Regions from separate parts of the Mus musculus genome. Here region 2 is linked to region 1. A link is a contact called in public Hi-C data. All regions are on one chromosome and are shown on one strand. Each heading gives the region's core, a stretch centred on a gene start, on an enhancer-like site or on the middle of the called end of the contact. The rest is flanking DNA. Distances are from core to core; before and after follow the strand shown.

What was found. Hi-C and Micro-C count contacts between places; a contact is called where the count stands out from the background.
Region 2: a contact with region 1 is called in a Hi-C map of uterus, with 2.3 times the contacts expected there. The contact joins two enhancer-like sites. A contact is called at or near these places in 1 of 15 datasets of contacts at CTCF or cohesin (CD8 T cells), 4 of 484 Hi-C or Micro-C datasets (bone marrow-derived macrophages, nephron progenitors and uterus) and 1 of 115 datasets of contacts at active chromatin or transcription factors (embryonic stem cells).

What each region holds. Positions count from the first base shown.
Region 1 is chr4:95,682,628-95,687,777 of GRCm38.p6, reverse strand. The region is part of intron 5 of Fggy (FGGY carbohydrate kinase domain containing); the gene reads right to left. Among named protein-coding and RNA genes, the nearest start is that of Fggy, 130 kb to the right of the region's middle. Within about 2 kb of position 2,842, at least 93 of the 459 cell types and tissues checked have an H3K27ac peak or open chromatin away from gene starts, as enhancers often do. A contact at or near this core is called in uterus, where this site is marked.
Region 2 is chr4:95,786,949-95,792,098 of GRCm38.p6, reverse strand. The region is part of intron 8 of Fggy (FGGY carbohydrate kinase domain containing); the gene reads right to left. Among named protein-coding and RNA genes, the nearest start is that of Hook1, 180 kb to the left of the region's middle. Within about 2 kb of position 3,053, at least 10 of the 459 cell types and tissues checked have an H3K27ac peak or open chromatin away from gene starts, as enhancers often do. A contact at or near this core is called in uterus, where this site is marked.

The sequences.
Region 1 (5,150 bases), core at 1,593-4,092:
TAGACATGAGGGTGGGCATTTAGCACAGCACATATGTAAAGCTCGGGAGAAAGCTTTTCTTCACTTTGTGTGCATTCTGGGGACTCATTCAGACCTTTAGCATTGCACATCAAACAGTTTCACCCTCTGAGGCACTTCACTGGTCTTGACAGACAACATTTTTAAATGTTACACATTCAAGCACTGGCTAGGCAAAGACAGGTGACCCTGGGGACTCACTGCCAGGCCGACACTTGGCAGTCAGCTGAGCCTAATCAGTGAACTCTAGCCCAAAGAGACTTTGTTTCCAAAAAGGTAAGGAGGATGGAACCTAGTATATCATAGGAGGTTGACCTCTGGTCTTTACTCACGTGTGCACACATACTCACACGAACCGTCACACTTGCTCACAACACATTCACAAACACAGAAAATATATAAGAATAATAACTCGCAAAAATGAAAAAAACATAAATAATTATTCTGAAATATGATATTGTCCTTCTAGTACTTTGAAGAATTGTGTAAATGATAAAAATGAATTATAATTACCTCTACTGTGGAATTAAACAGCATGAATATAGTTGGACAATTTCTACATATTTGTATAGGAGAAAGGAAAAAAGCATTTTATAGGCAGGCACTAAATGGTGTAAGTGGTACTTAATAAAGAGCTTCACTGGGAAAAGCCCTGAAAATTAACAACCTAATCAGAAACCTTGGAAAATCATGAAAAACTGAAAGATTAGAATGAGGTTGAGAAGAAAACTCAGTGAGTCAATGTGAAAACATGATGAGCAAAAGAGAGGAAGCAGAGATGAAAGCTAAAAGTAACAAATGTCATAGAAGGAAACGGGAGCTATTACCACAGAGAAGGCAAACATTGACAGAAAAAGAAAGCCAAAGGATAACATGAGCAAGACTATGCAGTTGTGGAAACTTAGACGAAAGTACAATTTCACAGAAAAACAAAATTTACCAGAACAACACTAGAAACCTTTAGTGGGGCTATTAGTACTAGAGCAACTGAGTAAATAGTTTAAGCCAACCTTCCAATAATATTTTAGAAGTCCCTGTGGTTGTACCAGAAAGTCTAACATTCACTGAACTGGCCCCTCTGAAGTACTCTGGACTCCAGAATAGCTCCTTACTTTATTGCTAAAGCTAAGATAAGATGTAACAAAATTCAAACAACAGCACTACAGCAAATAGAAAACATAGGCTGTGCTCACAAACGTCGACATGACATGCAATGAATTCAATTTTTTACGTGCAAAAAAATACATATGAGCAACATTCAAGGATGCTTGAGTGACAGAAGACATATGAGTGTGTTACCACATTATTTTATTAAAGGGAAGAAAAATGATCTCTACATATTGCAGACCGTTCAATATTACTTCAAGACAAAAATTCACAAGGAAGTAAGAGAGAACAAGAATGGAAGCACAGAGGCTGAGTTTCACTCCCAGAGGGTCTGAGAGGGACAGGCATCCTTACTGTCTACAGGGAGATATAGCTGGACCACACAGCAGGAAGATGGTTAAGGGTAAAAGCATCCTGAAAGAGAATAAGTAAGGATCTATGGCATTGCAAGTCAGCCCTCGGCTCCTTCTCAACCCAGATCCCAGAGCTCTGGCTGCCAGGGTATAAGGACTGAAGATTAGTTTTGTGGGGATCTCATCAAAGCAAAGCAAACAACAAAACAACATATCCTATGCACATAGACAAATAAACCAAAATAGTAACAACATAAGGTTAATCCAGATTGGAAAGTTCACAGGTTCCAGGGTTGAACTACCACTATCCTTGTATACTATCTACATGGCTATCAAATTTCCCTCTAAATTCATTTCTGTCTATCCATCGATTAGTGCAGCCCTCAGCCCTTACCAGGGAAACTTCTTTGGGCAGTGGATCGTGGTAGATGGTGCAGAAACTCACTTCTGGCCAAAGTATAAAAGAGGAAGTGTCAATGGAGTATCCATCTACAAATGAGACAAGAGAGGGAGGAAGAGAGTGAGGGGAAAGGTAGGGAAGAAAGGGGAGAGAAAAAAGAGGGGGAAGGGAGGGAAAGAGAGACAGTGGGGGTAGCTTGAAGCATGGGAAGACTACATTGAAAAGGGCCTCTGCATATGCAGGGACCACAGTGCTCCTGAGCTCATGCCATGGGTGCTGCCTGCCCAAGATCAAGCCAGTCAATATTCTAGGACAGAGAGTGAAGGGCTTCTAAGCCCAACACCTAAGGATATGGGGGCAACACATTATGAGTTATATTTTCTAAACAAAGTTGGGGTGGATAGGGAGGCAGAAGAAGATCGGAGAGGAGTTAGGGAGAGGGATTGGGGGTGAATAGGATCAATACATTGTATGAAATTCTCAAAGACTTAATAAAAAAATCATATTATTTTAAAGTAAGGCTAATTGAAAGGAGCCTTGTTAGTGCAGTAGGTAGTGCGCCAGTCTCATAGAGGTAAAGATAACTGAGAAAGCAGAAAGGAGAGCCCAGCCAGTTTAGTCTAGTTGGAGGGGTCAAATGAAGGAATCGGAGCAAAGCTTAATAGCGGGCACCTGCTGTGTTTTCCTAGACAGGTAGAGAGTGAGGAAAAAAAAAAAAAGACCAAACACACTTGTAGTTCTTGAAGAACCTGAAGCAGCTTCAGCAAAAAGAAGGGGGCAGGGGGTGCTTCTTGCTCTCCAGATACACTCAGAGCAAAGCAACCTCAGAAGAATAAGCCAGCCCAGTTCCAGGGGCCTGGTCTTTCTCCGGAATTTCTCCAGCAAGACTATGAAAAGAAAGCCAGCCACAGTGCTGCATAATTTATGCACAGTTCACTGCACTGACAGGGCCAGGCCCCACTCTCAAGGGAAACCTTTTGTTCTCTGCTTGGGGAATGTAGAACCTGGAGAGTCTCAATTGAGCAAGCCAGTGAACAACAGAATAATTAGAGGTAAGGATGGGGATAAATTACCAAGATATTCCTGGCTGCAGCCTCTGGTACTTCACAGGCCTGTGATGGGTCTGTGTTGTTCAAGGCATACAAAAGACTGAATTAGCAGCATTGAAGATATTGCTCTAGGGGAGATATAATGACTGGGGCTGGACCACTAATGACATCAGCAAAGAGACAAGAGGGGCTTCTTTGGGAAGAAATAGCACTGCACCGACTGCGGCTGCTTGTGTTAGGGAGCTTTCAGGATGCACGCTTGTTACTACTGGCTCTGCACTTCATCAACACTTGCTGACAGGTTCCTGACAGAGCAAAATAATATAAGCACAGGGCAATATTGAGTTGCCTTTTCAGTTAGACTTGCTGGTAACAGTTCAAATGTGGTCATGACTACATAAAAAAGCTGAGGTAGTTTTCCCATGCTCTCAGAGAAAGACATCTCACTGTCAAAAACAAAAGATCAGAAGTTATTACCGAATAGTCCAAAATCTGGATGAAATCCTCTCAGTTTATGGATTTGGATTTGCCATAAAATAAAACAAAACAAAACAAAAATGATGCTAATGTGGGGTAATATGAAACACAGGGGACAGGCTGAGAAGGGTGGAATCCCTATGCAAGGCACTGTGCAGAGTCTGGTTGTGGAGGCTACTAAACCTCACAAGAACCTTAAGAAGATATTGTACTGTAGCCCCATGTGACAGGAAAGGACACAGAGGCTCAGCAAGGTGGGACAGGTCACTTGAATTAATTAGGAAAGAGTAAGGCAGACCCTGAAACCTTGTTCTAATCAAATAAAGTCTTTTTGAGAACCAGAAAGATGCATCAGTGGGTAAAGGGACTTGCTGCCAAGCCTGACAACCCAAATTCCATTTCTGGAATCCACAAGGTAAAAGAGAGAGCCCATTCTATGGCTTATTCTCTGATCCATATGCATACCATGGCACATATGTGCCTGAACACACACACACACACACACACACACACACACACACACACGACACATATGCTATCAAGTTGACTCTTGTTAATTGGATGTTCACTCAGGATCATCAAGGAAAATTACTTCATAAGACACTACAAAAGCAAAACCTGACATGGAAAAGAGAAGAGTAATTTTGATGTTCTGTTTGTTTTTCCATTGCTTACCTCCTTTGTGTCTTCTTTTGTCTGTATGCATCTGTGCATGTAAAACACATAGTGGGGATTGAGCCCTCCTCCTAGAATGTCCCAATCTACTGCTTTACCCCTTCTATTCTTCTTAACAAAAAGAAAATAAGATGTCTCAGTTCACTGAGACATTTTTTACAGAGAAGCATTCGGGTAAAACTTAAGGTATTCAGGAAGGAGAAACACACTATAGCCATGGATAACAATGAGACGCTCCCTGGAGGGGAAATTGGCTCTCCCACTTTTCAGGATGCCATTACTTTCAGGGACTCTTTGAAAATTCTATACCAGTGCTCTGAAGTGTGGCTTAATGTCTTCTGAGCATTTTTTGTTTCTCTCAACCTTCATGCTTAAGAATACCTAACTGTCTTCCTTAAACCCAACTTTGTTTCAGTTAAATAAAAAAGGAAACGAATATTTATTTTCAGAGTTTAGTTATAAAGGCAATGTATTAAGATTTAAGAATAAACAGTAAAAAGCAACCATGGAAAGGCAAATGGCTTCAAGGACACTCAGAGCAATCTGGCATTAAAAAATGCCGAAAGGTGGCTGGAGAGATGGAATAGCAGTTAACAGCACTCACTGTTCTTCCAGAGGATCCAGGGTTGGTTCCTGGGAGAAGAGGGAGGTGGTGTGGGTTAAGGTGAGGCCGGTGATCCATATGTGCAAAAGTTAGAAGCAAAACAACACAATACATACAACCCACATCTCAAGGTGTAAAACCTCCCTGCTGAGTTCTTCACACGTAGAGAAGATACTGGTTTCCTCCTTCCTCCTCTCTCCCCTGCCTATAATAAATACCTATGCATATCTTTTAAGCACTTTTATACACCAAATAGGTAGATGCCATCATTTGTCTTAATACTTTTTCTGTTGCTATGATAAATTCTTTGACAAAAGTAACTAAAAGATGAAAGGGCTTATTTTGGCTCACAGTTCAAGGAAAAGTTCATCCGCAAGCAGGAACTTGAGGCAGCAGAGAACTCTGAGCTCTGGCATTTAGCTTTGTCCTTTCTATGGAATCTGGGATCAAAGATCAGGATATGGTGC
Region 2 (5,150 bases), core at 1,804-4,303, 100 kb before region 1:
CCACTGGCTGCAAAGGAGAAGCCATATTTGACCTCCTGTATACAAATGCCTATCTGGCTCCCATGAGATGAAACTGGTTTTCAGCTTTGAAACCTCTGAGCTGTGACTCTAAAGAAACAAATTCTTTTCTGCATCTTTTCCATAAACCAAACAAACTGTGGGAGTAGACAGTTACGTATCTCTTCTGTGGATTTAGAAAAAAAACAGTCATGTAGGATAGGGCAGGAGAGTAGAGAGAACTAATGAAGACTAGTTAGGCTGCTCTGTCTTTTCGCGATGGAGCCTTAGTTCTGCTGCTTCGATATCAAGTGGCCAGGTAGACATTCTCCTCCTTGTAAAATCACCCAATAGTGAGCATAGGACTAATAGTACTAACTGCCAAGGGGTTTATAGATAAAGAGGCTGATGCTCCTTTTATTGTTAACTATTAGGAGAAACAGCTCTCTAGTGCAGACTGGGGGTTAGGGAGGAAGCATGCCTGGGGTGGCCTCCCAGCTGGGGCTGATCAGAAGATGGCAACAGAGGGAGATTACATGCCTATTTCCTAGCCACATACATAGTCAGTTATTACAGCATGTTTCTGACATACATCTACTTACTTGTGACTGGCAAACTGTGGATCCTTTCAAATTGTGTTTCCGGGTTTCCCTTGTACGTACATTTTTCTGATTCCAGTCTCTGACTTTAGACACCATCTCCTGGGTGTAACCATTCACTTACTTTGTTCTAAAATTCAATGTTCTGTTTTAACTTTCTGTGTGATATGTGTTCCTAGGATCTTCATCTCAGATACAGGACTGCTATTACAAACATGCAAGGATGAAGAGTAGCATCCTTTGGTGTAGGGCGCCTGGTTCATTTGGTGACCATGGAACTGCAGACTGTATTGCATCACTTATATGCATATAAGGTGTACTTTCTATTTACTACCTGGAATTAACGTGAGAGTTTAATTTTAAAAACTAAGGCCTGGCATTACATAGAGAAAAAAATCTCAAGTGAAGTACAGTGGCCGCACTGGTTTGAAAGAGGAGAGAAAGCAAGACCACATGGGTGGCTTAGACATTACCTGTATATTCCTTACACGAGTAAGTATAGGGAGGCTTCACTCCATTAATAGCATATTGTGTAGAGACAAAGAAACCCTTGGTTGATTTGTAACAAGGCATTATATATATATAAGACAGGGTCTCACACTGTAGCCTTGGCTGGCCTAGAACTTACTCTGTAGATCAGACCAGTCTTGAACTCATGAAAATCAACCTGCCTCTGCCTTCCAAATTATGAGATTAAATTCCTTAAATATTTTAAGCAAATTTAGTAAGAGCCTCCTACACTTACAAAGAGCAATTTTCTTGATGAGGGGTGAGGGCTATACTTACGTCTGTGGGTATAAAGACAAACAATTAGAATGCAGTTAGAAGTTTGTTGGTTTGGTAAGGTGGTGGCTGTAGGTTCTCATCCAAGATCCATGACTTCACTAGCACTGGGCAGTTGGATAGGTTTCCAGTACCAGCCAATAGATAGATGAGAGATGATAGACAGGCAGACAGACCTACACAGACAGATGGATAGATAGATAGAGCAATAGAAAAATAGTTAAAAAATAAATAAATAGATAAACAACAATTAATGAAAAAGAGGCCATGAGCTTGAAAAAGAACAATGAAAGCTATATAGGAGCTTTTGGAGGGAGAAAGAGGAGAGTAACATAATTTTATTATAGTGCTCTCCCAAATACATGAAAATCTTAAAAAGTCACCATCTCTGTGCACGGGCACTAGCTATTGTCTTTTGGACATATCCTCTCAAACAAGTCACTGTGTTCCAGGTATGGCTAAGAGGACATTCATGCAAATCTAGACAAGAAGAAATCTGCTCTGTAGAACTCTTCTTCCAGTTTTGGCTTAACATAAAAAGGTAAGTTTAAAATGGCTAGGCAAAGAGCACTAAAAGCTATCTAGATGTGGTACCTCCCTTTGTGACTTTATAAACGTTTGTTTATAAATAAACAAAAGTGTTTGTCAAGCCCAGCTGAGATGCCAGGGCAAGGCTCACCGTATACATCTTTAAAAGGAGACTGATGAATGGCGAGACAGCATGAAGTCAAGAGGAAATGGCAGGTATAGAGAAGACAGGATGAAATGCCCTATTCCTTGCGTACCCAGGGACATCACAAATGTGACAGATGTACAGAAGTGATCCCAGCCCTCCTTCCTGTCAGCAGTACCGTAGGCCCCTGAGTCTACCATGCATCAGTCCTGGGAGACCTGAAATTGCTAGAAGGAACAAGTCTCCATCTCCAGGTGCCCAGTTTCACATTTTTTGCCCCTAGCCTTAAGATCCGGGTAAGCCTGAGTCCATTATACTCAGTTTTGATGAAAAAGGAAAAAAAAAAAAAAAAGAATAGGTTCAGAGCATTAACTCTTAAGTTCTAACTTAATGTGTGTTACAACTAAGACCAAACCAGGATTTAACCAAATCTGACTCTACGACATTCTCTTTCGAAACAACTTGATTTAAAAAAAAAAGTTGCAAAAAATAGAGTCAGAGACTCTTTCAGCTCAGCTCTTGTGGGCCATGAATAGATATGCAGCCTGTCCATTTAATAAAGTTGTGGACTATCCTATGTAAGGAAATGTGGGGCAGGGGCATAATCAAACAATTCCTGTTACACCCTCCCTCTTTTCTACAGGCAACAGCAGTGCTGTGAGGTTAAGTTGAAAGAAAAACTGTTTTACATTTAAATAAGATCATAGGAAAGAGAGGTGGTTTGTAACACCGAAGCAGTAATACAGAGACTCAAAGGAGAAAGGATATTGAGGAAAAGTTAATTTGGGGGTGCTTAACCCCTGTCTGTGTGCAAAAAAAAAAATCTCTACTAATATATAAGGTATGCAAACACTGTAGGACAATCAGAAACAAATGAAATGCTGGCTTCAGAGTAACAGGATTCAGCTGTGGGCAATGGCCAGGAGGCAGCTTTTGTTATGAATAGATCATCTGGATGGGAAGCAGGCCTGATTCCAGCCCTTGGAGTAGATCTTTTGGGGTATGAGAAAGTACTTGGGCCCATCTGGACTTCCTTAGGAGAAAAGAGAAGGGACGAAAACAACTGTCAGTAAAATATATGGCATGATACAGCACAGCTCTCTGAGGGTGGCTTAAATGGAAACTGCACGCTATTAATTTGTATTCAGTTTGCAAACCAAAGAGAATGATAATTGCCCTTATTTTTTAAATAAAAAAAAAAGGCGAACAAAGGCACACAGTGGGCGTGGAGGGGGGTGACTATTTGCCAAGAAGTTACTACAGTTGAATGCGTTTGTACTGGTAATCTCTGTGGTCTTGGAATTTCCTAGTTTACTGACAAGAAACCATGTCTCTTGGAGGTCAATGCCTTTCCATGGCTGCATGGATGTTATGTGGCAGGATGCAGATCTGATCTGGACCTTCACGTCTTTCTGTTGTAAGGGGTCACCTCTGAGCAATTCAGCAACTATGGAGTCAAAGCACATCTGGGGGCTCCAGGGAAGCAGCCATTCACCTCCTAGATTTTTACCATTTCCAGGGAAGTAGGTTTCTAGGGAAGGGCTATGGACTGCATGGGTAAGGCTCTGTCAGAAAAACTCTATGACTGAGTTAAGTTCACTTCAGGAGTCCCTAGATTTTCCCTCTCTCTACACTCACTAGGTGGTAAGATAAGGAACTGGCCTGGCTTTCAGACTTGTCAATTCCAGAGAACCCATGATCTCTGCATGTGATATAGTCTGGCTTGCCACTGGTCTGGCAAACTGAGAACCTGGCTCTCACTTTAGGGACAGACAAATAGCTCTTGAGTAGGAGCTATTTTCTTCTTTCTTACTTGACTCATAGGATGGTAAAGTAGCAAAGTATTGAGTCCTGGCAGGACAGAACGGCCTTCCGTGTGCAGAACTCGGGATGGGAAGCTGGACACTGAGGCTATACCCTTAGCCATAGTACAGAAGAGGACCGTCTTGTTCACCTATGAATAACAGGTCTGTGTAGCAAGTGATTAGCCTGGTCCCTGTCTGGCTCCCCTCTTGAAAAGACAGACAGGAAAATTTTCCTGCCAGGATGTTGAAAAAAATCTATAGGCAGGTTAGAATAGAAAGCAACTCTGGGCTGTCCTTTTTCATCTCTTCAGGCTTCAAGACAGTCTTGCCTTGCCATGTGCTGAGTCTATGACTCCCTGTACTCTTTATTATGTTACTAGGGAATATTTAATCCACATTTCTGTCTGAGTTCAAAGTACAGACAAGTCTCGTTAATCCTTGTAAGATGCAAAGATGTCTCCATGAGGGAGGGAGCAGCTGAAAATGGAAGTAGGCTTGGGTGGAAAAAAACCTGAGTCTCATTTCTTATGCTGAACCACGAAGACTGCTCAGTTTTCAATTTGTGTCTCTAATGGGTTGATGTAAGAAGATAACTGATGTTTACACTCAAGGCATTTGTATTAATTGATGCTCCCTCCTCACCCCAGGAGACTTTACATAACAGCTGCCTCCTAGGGTTTCAGGGCCATTAACTGAGATCTTAGATGCAAAGCAACTGTCTTGGTTTCTGAAAGATCAGAACAGTTGCCTGATAAGAGGCAGGGAAGTACCAAAAGAACTACTCAGAGAGGTTGAAAATCAATTCTATCTAGAACAGGGGCCCTCTGTAAGTATTCCACTGAGTACCTGAGTACCTTTTAGACTTGGGGGAGAGAGGTGAAAACCATCCTGGCTTTGGCTAACTTCTCAGGAGTTGTGATGTCTGATAGTCAATCCCAAAATGGCAATACATTGTCGTGAGAACCTCAGCAGAGGTCTAAGTTCTTAGGACAAAGCTGCATAAGACACCATGTTCTGGCTGCAATACAAGCAAAATATAAGAAAACTCACTATGGAGTCACCAGACTCTCAGTGTCTGGGTCATCATCAATGAAGCAGAAGATGTGTAAAATCATGTCATTCCTAAGAACAAAGGAATAGGCAGGCAGAGGGAAGGATCTGAAGGCTCTGGAATAGTACTGAACGAGTGTGAGTTTTATTGATTGATTGAATGGAGAAATAATCACTATTCTCATTTTGGCTACTTTATAGCCAGTTGTCTACAGGATTGGAGCTGATGGTTCATCTGAGTCT